Regions from separate parts of the Rattus norvegicus genome. Here region 2 is linked to region 1. A link is a contact called in public Hi-C data. All regions are on one chromosome and are shown on one strand. Each heading gives the region's core, a stretch centred on a gene start, on an enhancer-like site or on the middle of the called end of the contact. The rest is flanking DNA. Distances are from core to core; before and after follow the strand shown. Region 1 holds the start of Ndrg1 (N-myc downstream regulated 1). Region 2 has its middle 72 kb from the start of St3gal1.

Region 1 (3,289 bases), core at 546-3,045:
CAAACTATAGGTATTCAATAAATGTTTGTTGATAGACAAGTGAGGAAAGATTCTGGGAAAATGATTATTAATGGGGCGACAGACTGCTTAGTCTAAGAGTGTTGTTAATCAAAAAACAAAATGGCTCCCAAATCTGCCAGTGTTCATTCTCATGGCCCTAGGGTCCAGCAGCTCTTGAACATGTAGGTGCTCAGGACAACTACAGATTGAATTAAGCTCAGCTTAGTGATTTTTTTTTTTTTTTGGTTCTTTTTTTCCGGAGCTGGGGACCGAACCCAGGGCCTTGCGCTTCCTAGGTAAGCGCTCTACCACTGAGCTAAATCCCCAGTCCCCAGCTTAGCGATCTTGTATGGATGTCTTGGGAAACTGAAATCTTGGAGCTCAGTTTTGCTATGCTCTCAAAATAAAGAGCTTTCCCTTTTTACTTCCTCCTCCCCCAGTTCCTTAGCACAGGGCAGGCTCAGAAAGCAGCTTCCTAGATATGTATAGACCAAAAGAGTGAGGATTCGGGCACCTAGAGGCACACTGGAGGGTAAAGAAGAGTGGGTACTGAGCCTCTCGACATTTAGTAGGAGGGTGAGGGGAAGGCCACTTGATCATAAAGGTTGAGCTGAGCTGGTGGTTTTGAGACAATGACTGGATGGGGCGTAGGTGTGACTCAGTCTCTCTATAAAAATGTTGTTTTCTTGGTGTTGGGTGTTGAGATTCTCAGCGTGGCTTCACATCAGAGTCAACCCGGGCAGTATTTATTTATTTAGTGTGAATGGGGAGAGTGGGGGTCTGAGGAAAATTTTTGGCAGTGTGCTCTTTCTCTTCACTTTGTGGTTTCCAGGCATGGAATTTAGGTCTTCAGGTTTGGTAGGCCAAGTGTCTTTACCAGATGAGCTATCTTGCTGCACGCACTGACGAGCTTTTTTTTCAAAGCCCCAGCGTCGCTGCACATTCCCAGAGACTCTGACTAAGCTGCTTTTGGGGTGCAGCCAGGATAGCTACCTGCTTAAGAAACGCTTCCTGGAGACTCACACAGGTGTAGGCCAGGGCTGAGAAACCGGTAACAGGCAAGCAGGCCAAGGTTTTAGAACAGCAATGAGAGGAAGAAGGTCCGTGGTTGGAAAGCGAACACCACTCAAGTTCTGGGGACCACAAAAGGCAGTGTGTAGAGTGCTCACTGCTGCCGGGGCAGGCTGGAGCAGTGTCATCTCAGGATAGAAAGGGAGCTGTGGGGCGCCAGGATCGGCGAGAATGAAGGGAGCTAAGCAACGTGAAAGGAACCTGGAGAGAAAGTCTAGTATCTAGGCAGTAAATGGGGATCCGGAGTGACTACGTGGAGACCCAGAGGAAGTGGGGGTTGCCGCCCAGAAGGGCGTGGCGCGGGCAGACGCTTAGGAAACTCGGAGGCGATGGGGGCCACGCGGTCGGGCAGAGAGACACAAGGAAGTCCGCAAGCACACGCACGGGCGCGCACGGGAACATACACTACCACTCCGTACACACACGTCCGCCGCACACGCCGGGGTCCCGAGACCAGATCACAGGGAGGAGCGGCAGGTCGGGCTTGGGCGGGCTTGGCAGTCTCTCCCGACGCGCCCCTGCAAAGGCTTGCGCAACAGGCGGCGGCTCCAACCCGCCCCGCCCAGCCCAGGCAGGGTGCAGTGGGAGCCGGGCGGGGGAAAGGGGTGTGTCCCCGTCCCCTGCTGCGCTGGGAGCCGAGGGTCTGGGAGGGGCGAGGCCCTGGGGGCGGGGCCCCGGCGCCTATTAAATCGTCCTTCGCACGGACGTAAACAAACCTTGCCAGGCTACCCTCTCGAGCTGCCAGCAGATTGCTCACCCATCTTCTTCCCTCTCTTCACCTCCCGCGGGGCGCTGCACCTTCAGCCTTGCTGTTGGCTCCTTTCCGTGCTTCCTTGCTGGTTAGGTAAGCCCTCCGGACCCCTTTTACCTCCGGGGCAAGACAAGGACCCTCAGGAAAACTCGTCTTCGGGGTGCTACTTTACTGGATTCCCCGCCAGTGCTTTGTGGCCCTTGCGAAGACCACAACCCGTGGTCTTCGGTGGCGCCAGCGCCGGAGGGGTCGCTGGCATCCTTGGAGCGTGTTTCAATTATTATAAGGCAGAAAAAGACATGTTGGGTCTCAGCTTTCTCTCTAACTGGGGAAGTGGGATTGAGGGGTTGAAGTTGGGGCGGAGAGCCTAGGAATACCTGGGTCGCGCTTCCTGGCATTAACCCCGAGCCACAGCTGACTCCACTGTCCACTTGGCTCAAGGGGACACTTTGTGTGAGCTCGCGCGTGTGAAGGGGTGTGAATGGGTGATGGGATGACTAGGAAAAGAGCGACTGTGGCATGTGTGTGTATCCAGGGGATGAGAAAGGGTGAGCAGACTTGGCGGGGAGTGTGGAGAAGGGGGCGAAGGTGTGTCTTCTGTGAAGCCTGGTCCCGAAACAGTGTTATCTGAGCCAAGGTTCCCATCCAGTCGCAGAGCCCGGTGCTCTCCAAGCTGTGCGTGTGAGAGAACATGTGTGTGCTGGGGAGAGTCCGGGGTGTGTCCCGGCGCGTGCTGCACGCGCCACAGCGAGTGTTGGCGGCGAGAGCAGCATAGGCAGGGTGCGGCCCTCTAGGTAGTACCGGGTTGGCAATGTGGCTGCGCGGGAGAGGTGGTTTGTGCCTCTAGGGTCGCGCGGGCATCTGGCAGCCCTAGAGTTGGCTGGAGCTCCGAGTGTCGTCATTTTCGCCTCCGCCTACCCCCACCCTCCTTTCTTTCTCCCAGGCGATCCTCCCTGCTGTTCCAGCCGGGAGAGCAGCTGGAACTGCTCCTCAGTTCCCGGGAGACCCGTTGCGGTCTCTGATTCAGCCTGTAGGGGAGATTCGGGAGGGGCGTGCAGAATGCTGCAGGCTCGGGGGAAACAGGCTGTCACCGCCTCTGTCAAATTAGTAGCTGAAGCTAGGATTTGTGGATGGCTTGCTTACTCTGCCACCTTCAGTGTTCCCCTGTCTCTTGCCCATGCTGGCAGTCATCATGGATCCCCCATGTACCGCCCCTTGGGTTTTAATGTGGGAGGACAGCGGATGGGGGAGGGAAGTCCAGTGGTCCGTGTCCTAGAACAGCCTTCAGCTCTCCCTCACAGGCTTCCTGGGCAATTCGGCTTATTTGAGTTCTTGAAGGTCCTGTAGAAGATGGGAAATTCAGGTCAGCCAATGCTTCCCCTCTCCCCCATTCCGTGTTCTGTTGCTTCTTACTGTCATAAATCCCAGCAATTTGCCTATTTCACATGTGTGAGGAGAGAAAGCTAG
Region 2 (3,364 bases), core at 634-3,133, 120 kb before region 1:
GTATTTTGCAAACTTTCAGCTCCAGTACCTACAGAATAAGGTGTACACACACACACACACACACACACACACACATACACACATGTGTGCACACACATACACATAATACATACACTCACATATACACACACATACACACAATACACACACTCACATGTACATACAGGTGCCACAGGGTCACACACACACACACATACACACATGTGTGCACACACATACACAATACACTCACATATATACACACATACACACAATACACACACTCACATGTACATACAGGTGCCACAGGGACACACACACACACACACACACACACACACACACACACACACACAAGAAACTAAATCAACACTTCAAATGGTCAAGATGAGAAAGAGGACTGCCCATAGCTCCTTGCAATGCTAAGCGTTATACTCTAGTCTCTAGCAGAGGAAAATATACGTAGCCTCCACTGTTTGCTGGTTTAGCTTCTCCATCCCTTCAACTGGCCCTGAAGCAGGGTCGAGAATTTGTGTCTGAGTTGTTTGATCACAGGAGTGGAGCCTGGTCAGGCTGCAGTTTCTGAAGCCCTGAGTCTGGATCACAGTTGCTGACAGGTGAGAGAGTGATCTGAGGCGGGACAACTATACAAAAAATAGAAGAAAGAGCTAGAGAGGCCACCAGTCCCCAGGGATGTACATGAATGCAGTGGCACATGGAGGACAACTGTACAAAGGTTGAAACTGAGTCAAACCACATCGACCCACCTGCAGTTCACCAGCACAGGGGTACATAGACAGCCAGGTGCTGGCGTCAGGCTGATGAGACCAAGTGGCTCGGTCCCATATAGCACAGAGAAAGCACCAGAAATTCACATGTGTGAAAGTGATAGAGGAGTTCTTTTCTGGTTGGTGTCATTGGACAACAAAATGGATGAGAAAGTGCCAAAGGCCAGAACTGTGGGTCCCCGGACACTGCAGGTATGGTTCACAATTGGGGAGTCAAGCCATTTCTCTCAGGTCCTCATCATCTCAGCACAGGTGTACTCCTGACCTGTGACAAACCTAAAACAAAAGATCTTGGTGTCTGCTTTGAGCTCTCAGGTCAAGGTTCCATGAATACTGTTGAAATGGAAAGTTCCATAGGCTTCTCAGCTGTACACTCCTAGGCCCAGCCTCCTTTCATGGCCTCCTGGGCTGCCTCTGGATTCTGCCACACTCTTCCTCCATACTTTCCAGCATCTGGACTAGCTTTGTGGAAGCATTGTCCCAAGCAAGGAGCTCAAATTGATCTGGGTCTACACAGGGATGGAGGGTTTCTTCCCCCCAAGAGGAGCCCTGGTTGGACCAGCGGTACCCATGGGTCCTGGGAGTCAGTGGTCAAAGCCTGCATCCAGAGATAGACTAAAAGAAAAAGGGATGCTACAGTTTATGCAATGAGCACACGCAGGCTTAGTATCTGCTTCATCTAACACAAGATCATGGGGGACACTGCAGATGACTGTGGGCAAGAATAGGACTTTGCCAGGAGAAAGTTGGAAGCCATGGTGACAGGCAGATAACCAGACAGCAGTCACACCCATAAAAAACAAGAAAGTACGTTGCTTATGGCATCATATGCATTAATTTGATGAGGCATAGCACCTTGAGGAAGAGAGGCAGACTCAGGACGACTTGAAGTGTGTCAGAGGGTGAAGCTAGCAAGCACATCAAAAGTGAGCTCTGGGTCACTGTGTTCTGAACACTGATCATGGCATTTGGGACCTGGAGGACAAGGACTCTAGGTGGTGTTCCTAGCAGAAGAATTCTAGGCATGAGCCCTACACAATGGTTTAAGGCAGTAAACAGAACCAGCCCGGGGCTGCCCACGTCCTTCTGACTCCTGGCTTACAGCGCCAGCCAGAGTGTTCAGTGGTGGTGGCCACCAGAGGGTGCAACAGAGCCACCTTAGATCATGTCTGATTGAGTTTAGCTGATATGCAGAAGCTTTTGAAAGCCACAGGAGAAAAGGCACACACCTGTGAACAAAGTCAGACTTTCAAAGGACTTTTTGCCTTAGACACCAGCAAGTGCAACACCCTTTTGATAAGATCTCTATCTCTGTCAGTCAATTGAGTAAACCAGTCAAGAAAACAGGTCTGGACCCAGTAGGGGACAGCCCAAGTCCCCAGCCAGTGTGGACAAGATAATAAATGTCCTTGATGTCCCCCTTCCATGATTCACATGAAACCCAGGTTCATGGGGACCCCTGGACCTGAAACTTGGTCATTGCTTTCTATTATTTCTGAGCCATATGCCTCTGAGGGAGCTTGATCTCTCTGAATCATGGTTTACTACTCTGTAAAGGATATTAAATGACATGGTAGACATGAAGCAATGTGCCAGCGATTTTCTGAGATTTCCTATGTGCCTAACACTTATCATGTTCCTCCCCGAATTCTCCCAAGAGACTGAGATGGTAGTGGTGTTCACCTGTGACTGCAGTGCTATTTGCCAGGGTCACCCTATTCATAACAGTCAAGAGCAAAGACCAGAGCTGATTATGGTATCTGTCAGGCCGGGACAGGCTAATGCTACAAAAAGAAATAAGCTTCAAGTTCCACTAACGTAGAACAAGACTCGTTTCTCTTGGGGGCAGTTTTCAGGGTTTTGGGCTCTCCCTCATGTGGAGACCCAGCCCGTCATGAAAGATATTGCTAACCTCACCTCCTTCAGCCCATAGCCTTCCAGGTCACTGCACAAGAAGCTGGAAATGGCTCATAAGCTCTCAAATGTCTCCAGTTAGATCTGATACCTACAACTTCCATGCTAGGTCCATTGACCAGTGGAGTTTCATTGCCCAACAACATCATAAATAAGAAAATAAATGGTGGGATAGAACTTCCAGAATCCTTGAGGGCAACAGGCCACCTCTCCAAAATCTTTCCTTGATGTCAGAGATCCTGTCCTAGTTTTAGAGCCAATTTGTGACAACTCAGCAGGTCTGCTTTGGTCAGCCTTGGGTTAAAGCTGATCAGAAGGTTTAGAAGATGCGAGCGGGGGTGGGGGTGGTCATAGACAGACACCCCAAGGGACAAGAAGCCCAGCATCAGAGAACAGAGATCCAGGCAGCTCATCCCAGTTGCAGTTGTGTGCTAACAAAGGCAGAGAGGACTTGGTGGAGAACGCTGAATGGTACCTTAAACATGAGAGAGAATACAAGGGAAAGACTACAGATTGGCCAAAAATCCAAACTATGTCCATTTCTAGGGACTTCAAGGTGACTGCTTCCACGTGCTCACTTCAACGCTTTCGTACCTAAAGTACACACTGGAAGGCTTAAGCAAGATCGTTGTATCTTAAGGTTCCACCCAACCCTGTCATTCCACTCCCAGAGGACCTGGAAA

The links. Hi-C and Micro-C count contacts between places; a contact is called where the count stands out from the background.
Region 2: a Hi-C map of mammary epithelial cells shows a contact between it and region 1, with 4 times the contacts expected there. The contact joins the enhancer-like site here to the promoter of Ndrg1 in region 1. A contact is called at or near these places in 10 of 12 Hi-C or Micro-C datasets (the A7r5 cell line, the Rat2 cell line, Schwann cells and 6 more).

The regions. Positions count from the first base shown.
Region 1 is chr7:100,613,408-100,616,696 of GRCr8, reverse strand. It overlaps Ndrg1 (N-myc downstream regulated 1), which reads left to right and starts at 1,795. Exons shown (of 16, transcript NM_001011991.1): 1 at 1,795-1,915.
Region 2 is chr7:100,728,935-100,732,298 of GRCr8, reverse strand. No RefSeq gene overlaps it. Among named protein-coding and RNA genes, the nearest start is that of St3gal1, 72 kb to the left of the region's middle. Within about 2 kb of position 1,883, at least 4 of the 93 cell types and tissues checked have an H3K27ac peak or open chromatin away from gene starts, as enhancers often do.